Regions from separate parts of the Mus musculus genome. Here region 1 is linked to region 2. The links are chromatin contacts, called in public Hi-C maps. All regions are on one chromosome and are shown on one strand. The core of a region is the stretch at or near the end of the contact, and the rest is flanking DNA. Distances in the headings are between cores, read along the strand shown. Region 1 has its middle 32 kb from the start of Gm24612. Region 2 holds the start of Tmem132e (transmembrane protein 132E).

The links. A called contact is a pair of places that touch in the nucleus more often than the background predicts.
Region 1: a contact with region 2 is called in a Hi-C map of cortical neurons, with 1.8 times the contacts expected there. The contact joins the enhancer-like site here to the promoter of Tmem132e in region 2. A contact is called at or near these places in 1 of 15 datasets of contacts at CTCF or cohesin (pro-B cells), 11 of 484 Hi-C or Micro-C datasets (cortical neurons, ganglionic eminence, liver and 3 more), 15 of 115 datasets of contacts at active chromatin or transcription factors (the 230-238 cell line, astrocytes, craniofacial prominence and 11 more) and 2 of 9 other capture datasets (adipose tissue and liver).

The regions. Positions count from the first base shown.
Region 1 is chr11:82,563,044-82,565,743 of GRCm38.p6, reverse strand. No RefSeq gene overlaps it. Among named protein-coding and RNA genes, the nearest start is that of Gm24612, 32 kb to the left of the region's middle. Within about 2 kb of position 1,328, at least 11 of the 459 cell types and tissues checked have an H3K27ac peak or open chromatin away from gene starts, as enhancers often do. A contact at or near this core is called in cortical neurons, where this site is marked.
Region 2 is chr11:82,387,567-82,390,266 of GRCm38.p6, reverse strand. It overlaps Tmem132e (transmembrane protein 132E), which reads right to left and starts at 1,367. Exons shown (of 9, transcript NM_001304439.1): 1 at 1,154-1,367. The coding sequence starts at 1,220.

The DNA of each region.
Region 1 (2,700 bases), core at 79-2,578, 180 kb before region 2:
CTGGGAAGGATGCCGGAAGGTCATGGCTTCCAGCAACCTCAGCTTGGAGGCTGTGTCCTTGAGTCTGCCACATCACTGCACCCCCAGGGTAGCTTTCATTTGGGGTCTGTGATCAGGGTCTCCTCCAAATGTGCATTGTCTTCCTGCAGAACAGGAGGGCCAAGGTAGGGGCATCATTTCTAGATTCTGTTCACTTAATTGAGTTGAGAACTCTATAGTTCCAAAGTGATCATCTTTCCTTCCCAAGATCACGAAGCAATCAGTGAAGATCAGAACTAAGAGCCTCTCAGGCAGATAGTCCTCCCACACCCCCTTGCTCTTGGCCAGGTCCCCTTCAGGACATAAGGCCAGCTTATCCTGGGAAGGATGTGTGGCTCTCTGTTGTCCGTGGTGATACAGCGCCGACCCCAAACACTTGTGACTTCTAAGTTTGCTGAGATTTAAGGCCAGTGGCGGCTGGCCTCCATCTCCCCAGGCTGTGGGCAGCAGGAGGGGTGTGATTCATCTTTCCTCTCCTGGTGCTTAATAAGAACAGGGCTATAAATGTAACCGGCCGTTTACGAGCCCCACCGGCTACAGCCTCTTCTGTCAGATGTAGCAGTTGTATGGGCTCCCCCAGCCTGATCCTCGGCCCCTGGAAAGAGGAAAAGATGCTCTTGGGCCTTTCCACCTCCACCCTTGGTCCTGCTGCTCCAATTCCCTTAGAGTTCCTTTCCTCCCTGCTAAAGGAGTGTGTGTGTGTGTGTATGTGTGTGTATGTGTGTGTGTGTCTAAGGCAAGCCTAGCCCCTCTTGACACCATGAGACATGGTCAGCCCAGAGAATCTCACATCACACACAGGAACAGTGAGCATGCTCTGTGCTCAAGCATTGCCAGAGGTTTTGCAGGTCACAGGTCCTCTACTGTGAATTCGAGCTCTGCTGAAGGTGGGCTTCTGTAATAGCCCTGCTGGCAGCAGCTGCAGAGGACAGCAAAGCCTCAGCTTCTGCCTAGAAGCAGGAGGAGCCGGCTACACCGACTGCTTTTGTTCAGAAGGGCCAGGAAACTTGAGACTAGCCATCAGAGCTGTGTAGCAGCTGATCCCACTATCCATGCACAGAGCTCCACCTGTGGTTAGCTCCCTGAGTCCACCATATCCTTTTCCCCTTCACTGTTATGACTGCATAGTGGGGCAGCCTATACGTGCTGAGGGCCAGTCATGAAACACACACCTGCTATTTTCAGGAGGTGGGCTCCTTCCCAAACCCTTGAGCAGCTCCCACCACCTCTCTGAGCACCACCCCGATCATCTACAAGACAAGAGGAACAGCGCCTACCCACCACACCGGCTGGTGATGCTTTGTCGAAGACAGACTGAGACAATTGGCATGCGTCGCCCACACAGAGCCTGGCATGAATAGATGCTCTGTGCTTGTGAGTTTCCTTCCCTCTTACCTGGGCCACAAAAATAGAGGAGGCATTTGAGGCGTGGTGGGGGGAAGCCGCACAAAAAGGAGAGCCTACAAAAGACACAGAATCTGGGAGCTGGCCAATCAATGCTGGCATAAGCAGACCCGGGCTATCATTGCTTAACCGATTTTGCAGGGAAAAACATCAAAGGACGGCAAGAAATGAAAAACAAACAGAGCAAAACCAATACTCATTTATCTAAAACTAGTTTGCTGTCAAGGAGGGGCCGGTGCCTTTGCCCGAGGATCCATCGATTACAACTGCAGAGAGAGAGGTGACAGGCAAGAGGCATGCTCCCTTCCTCAGATTTTACAGGACAGGGAGAAAGACGAGGAGAGTTTCTGGTGAAGACTCAAGAGAGGACCGCAGGCAGAGGAAAATAAAGATGTCAGGCAGCTCTGGGAGATGTGCGCTCTTCTTTTTGGCTGCCAGTGTTTCACCCAGTATACAGAGGCATTCTACATCTGCACAAAAGTTGGGGGTCCAGCAAAGGAGAGCCAATCATTGGCCCCCACAGAGGCTGCCATGAGCTGCTGAGCATGCTCTGTAGTGCACAAAGCCCAGGGGAAAGTGGGGACTGAAATGTAACCCATAGCTCATTCTGTAGCAATGGTTCTCAGCCTTCCTAATACCGAGACCATTTAATACAGTTCCTCATGTTGTGCTGACCCCTGAACACAAGGTTATTTTGTTGCTTCTTCATAACTGTAACTTTCCTAATGTTATGGGTCATAATGTAAATACTTGATATGTGACCCCCAAAGGAGTCATGACCTCCAGGTTGAGAACTTCTGCTCAGAGCACGATCCCTGATTCCCCAAAGAAACAGCTGTATTTCCCCTCTGCCCCCACCTCCTGCTAGCATGTGCAAAGTATCCTGATGGTTAAGGTATATCTTAGTTAGGGTTTTTATTGTTGTGAAGAGACACCATGATCATGCAACTCTTACAAAGGAAAACATTTAATTGGGGCTGGCTTACAGTTTTAGAGTTTTAGTCCATTACCATCATGGTGGGAAGCATGGTGGCATGCAGACAGACATGGTGTAGGAGGAGCAGAGAGTTCTACATCTTGATTCGAAAGCAGCAGGAGACTGTGTGACATATGAGGCATAGCTTGAGAATATGAGACCACAAACCCTGTCCCCACAGTGACACACCTACTCCAACAAGGCCACACTTCCTAATAAGTGCCACTCTGTATGGGCCAAACATTCAAACACATGAATCTATAGGGGCCAAATGTATTCAA
Region 2 (2,700 bases), core at 118-2,617:
GAGACCGTGGGGAGGTTCACAGCACACTCAAATCAGGCTGCCAGGGACTGCACAGATTCGGGCAAAAGCTGACCACTACAAACGGACGGTTCTCTCAAACATCCAGATGGCTCGCTCCACTAAGGCCTTCTCCAATTCTGTCCTTGGCTCACCCTCTCGGGAGTGGGGCATCAGAGTCTTATATCCCTAGCTAGTCCTTTGCTGGTTGGGGAATTGTCCCGGGTCAGCTGGTTTCACTTGGGCGCAGCAGAGGGCCGCTTCCCCGCCGCCCCTGCCCCCTTGCTTCCACAGCTCCCTTTCTCTCGTTTAGGTTTGCGCCCCTCTCCTCCTGGAGCATCTCCAGCTTGCGGAAGCCCGCCGCAGCGCCCTCCTGGCTCATCTTGAGTTCCCACTCTGGGTGGGGGAGGTTGTCCTACTACCCCCTGCCTCCAACCTTCATATCCCCCATCTCACTGCTGGGGCGCACCATCCCCGGGTTCCTCCCTCCGTCACCCCTTTCCGGCAGAGCCCAGAGCCCAGGGCGAGCCTGGGGAGCAGACGCAACAGATTGCAGAACGCTGGAGCGCGGCCCCGCTGCCTTCGCGCGCCGCCAGTCTCCCGGCCCGCGCCCGCTGCCCAGACCCCCGCCCGACTTGCTCTGCGAGCCGGCCGGCCATTGAGATGCTGCTCACAAGCCTCCCGGGCCCCAACCGTGCGCGTCCCTGTCCTAGGCCCGCCGCAGGAAGCCAGACAGCCGGCGGCACGGCCCGCACCCGCCTGCGCGCCGGGCCCGGAAGCCGCGATCTCGCCGGTCCCAGTGGTCCCCAGCCCCTCGCGCTGCATGGGGAGCTGCGGCCGGGTACCCGAGACTCGACCTAGCTGATCTCTCGCACCCCTCTAGATATCCGTGAGCTGACACGCCCCCAGGGTCTCGGGTTTTTCCCTGAATTCTAACTCTGAGACCGAGGAATCTACCCCCCCCCCGCCCCAATCTCCCCTGGACCGACCTCGGTCCCCTCAGCGGACTCCCGCTGCAGCCGGGAACCGTGCTGGTAGCGACGGCGGAGAGTCCAGGGGAACACTGGGATGAGGTGCTCCTTCCTTCGGTTCTCTCTGCGCCCCCTCCAGGGGCGCCCGCCGCATCTTCACCCCGAGTCTGCGCCGCGACACTTACCGTGGGCGAGCAGCACAGAGAGGCAGAGTAGGGCGGCGCCGCGGCGGCCCGACATCCCTGGGGCCATGGCCGAAGCGGGGGCAGGAGGGGTCCGAGGGTGTAGAGATCCACGGCGAATTGGTCTCAGGCTGGGCTCGGTCGCCTCCAACTCACTGGCGCCCAGCTGTGTCTGTTGAGGCTTCGGGGGCCAGAAAGCGCAATTCGGGGACACTTTGAGGGGAGGGGCGTCCCGGGCACCACCGGCTACACCCTCGGAGCCGGCGGGGGCGCAGCTCGGGGCGGGAGGAGTCTCCACCTCCCCGGGCTGGTGCCCCCTGCAGGATCTGCGAGGAGAGGGGGGAGCCGCACGTGCGGTCCCAGGGCCCGGTGGCCACCAACGTCCCGGTGGCTGCCGAGGGCCGCGTGCCGAAGCCCCTGGCCTCGCCGCGCCGCTCAGATCCGTACTCGCTCGTAGGTACAGAACCCCAACGCGAACTCGAATCGCCTCGGTTTCGGTGGTAACCCCACATGCACAGCGCGGCTTTCTTCCTCTCCCAAGCGCCCTGCAGCAGTAGGGAAAATCCCAGGTCGGGAGGAAACGGATGATTTCTTTCGCAAAGAGAGAAAATCCAGGCAACTTTAATCCATCCGGGGAAGGAAAAGTTTCCTTGCAGGGATGAGACAGGCGACGCGGGTCGCCACCACCCTAGGCGACGCCCAGACGAAACGTCTGAGGTGGGGGACCAGATGTTTGTCCCTTCGCAGTGCTCGGTCTTGGACTCCAGCACTCTCTCCAGTCTCGACCGGGGTCTGCGCTAGCACAGGCCAACTCGGCGCCGCCTGGCCAGGCTGGGGTTCGGTGGCTGGAGCAAGGGTGGAGCTCTAGGCACTCGCTGCCCCATGGAGATGAAGCTAGGAGAAGCGAAGGAGCGGAAGCGCCAGCTAAGGCGCCCCAGCTCGAGCCGTTTCTTCCCAGAGCGTCTCCTCCAGTATCCAGCCCGTAAGCGTTGTAGGATGAGAGATGGGGTGGTCAGCCCTCGGCAGCACCGGCTACCCTTTTCTTTCCTCTCCGGTAGGGTGTCGCTGTCTCAGCACAGGGGTACCTTGCCCCGCCTCACACCTCTCCTCGCTTTCCCGGGGGAACCTACACAAACCTTGAACTTTTCCGAGGTTCACAGTCTCCGATCCCTCGTCCTACCCATCACCCCCGCCTTGCCCCTGGACACCCGCTCGCCCGTTGCCTCGGTGCGGCAGGGCACAGGCTGTCGCTCTTTCGGAGTCAGTCTGGGCGAGTAGATCGCCGCTCCAGTCCCAGCTACGGGTGGCAAGAAGCGGGAGCGCGGCCAGTGGGCTAAGGCAACCGCACCTGCGCAGCCCCTGGCCGGAGAGGCAGCAGCGGGTACCTAGGCGGCCTAGAAAAGATAGAGATGCCGATAGGGGTCCAGCTCTCCTTGGACGTGGGGTTGGGGAAGAAGAAGAATCAAGGACCAGAGGAAAAAAAAAAGAGGCGGGGGAGCCACAGTTGACCGAAGCAGTCGCTGCCACCTCCACGGCGCTCCTCGGTAAAT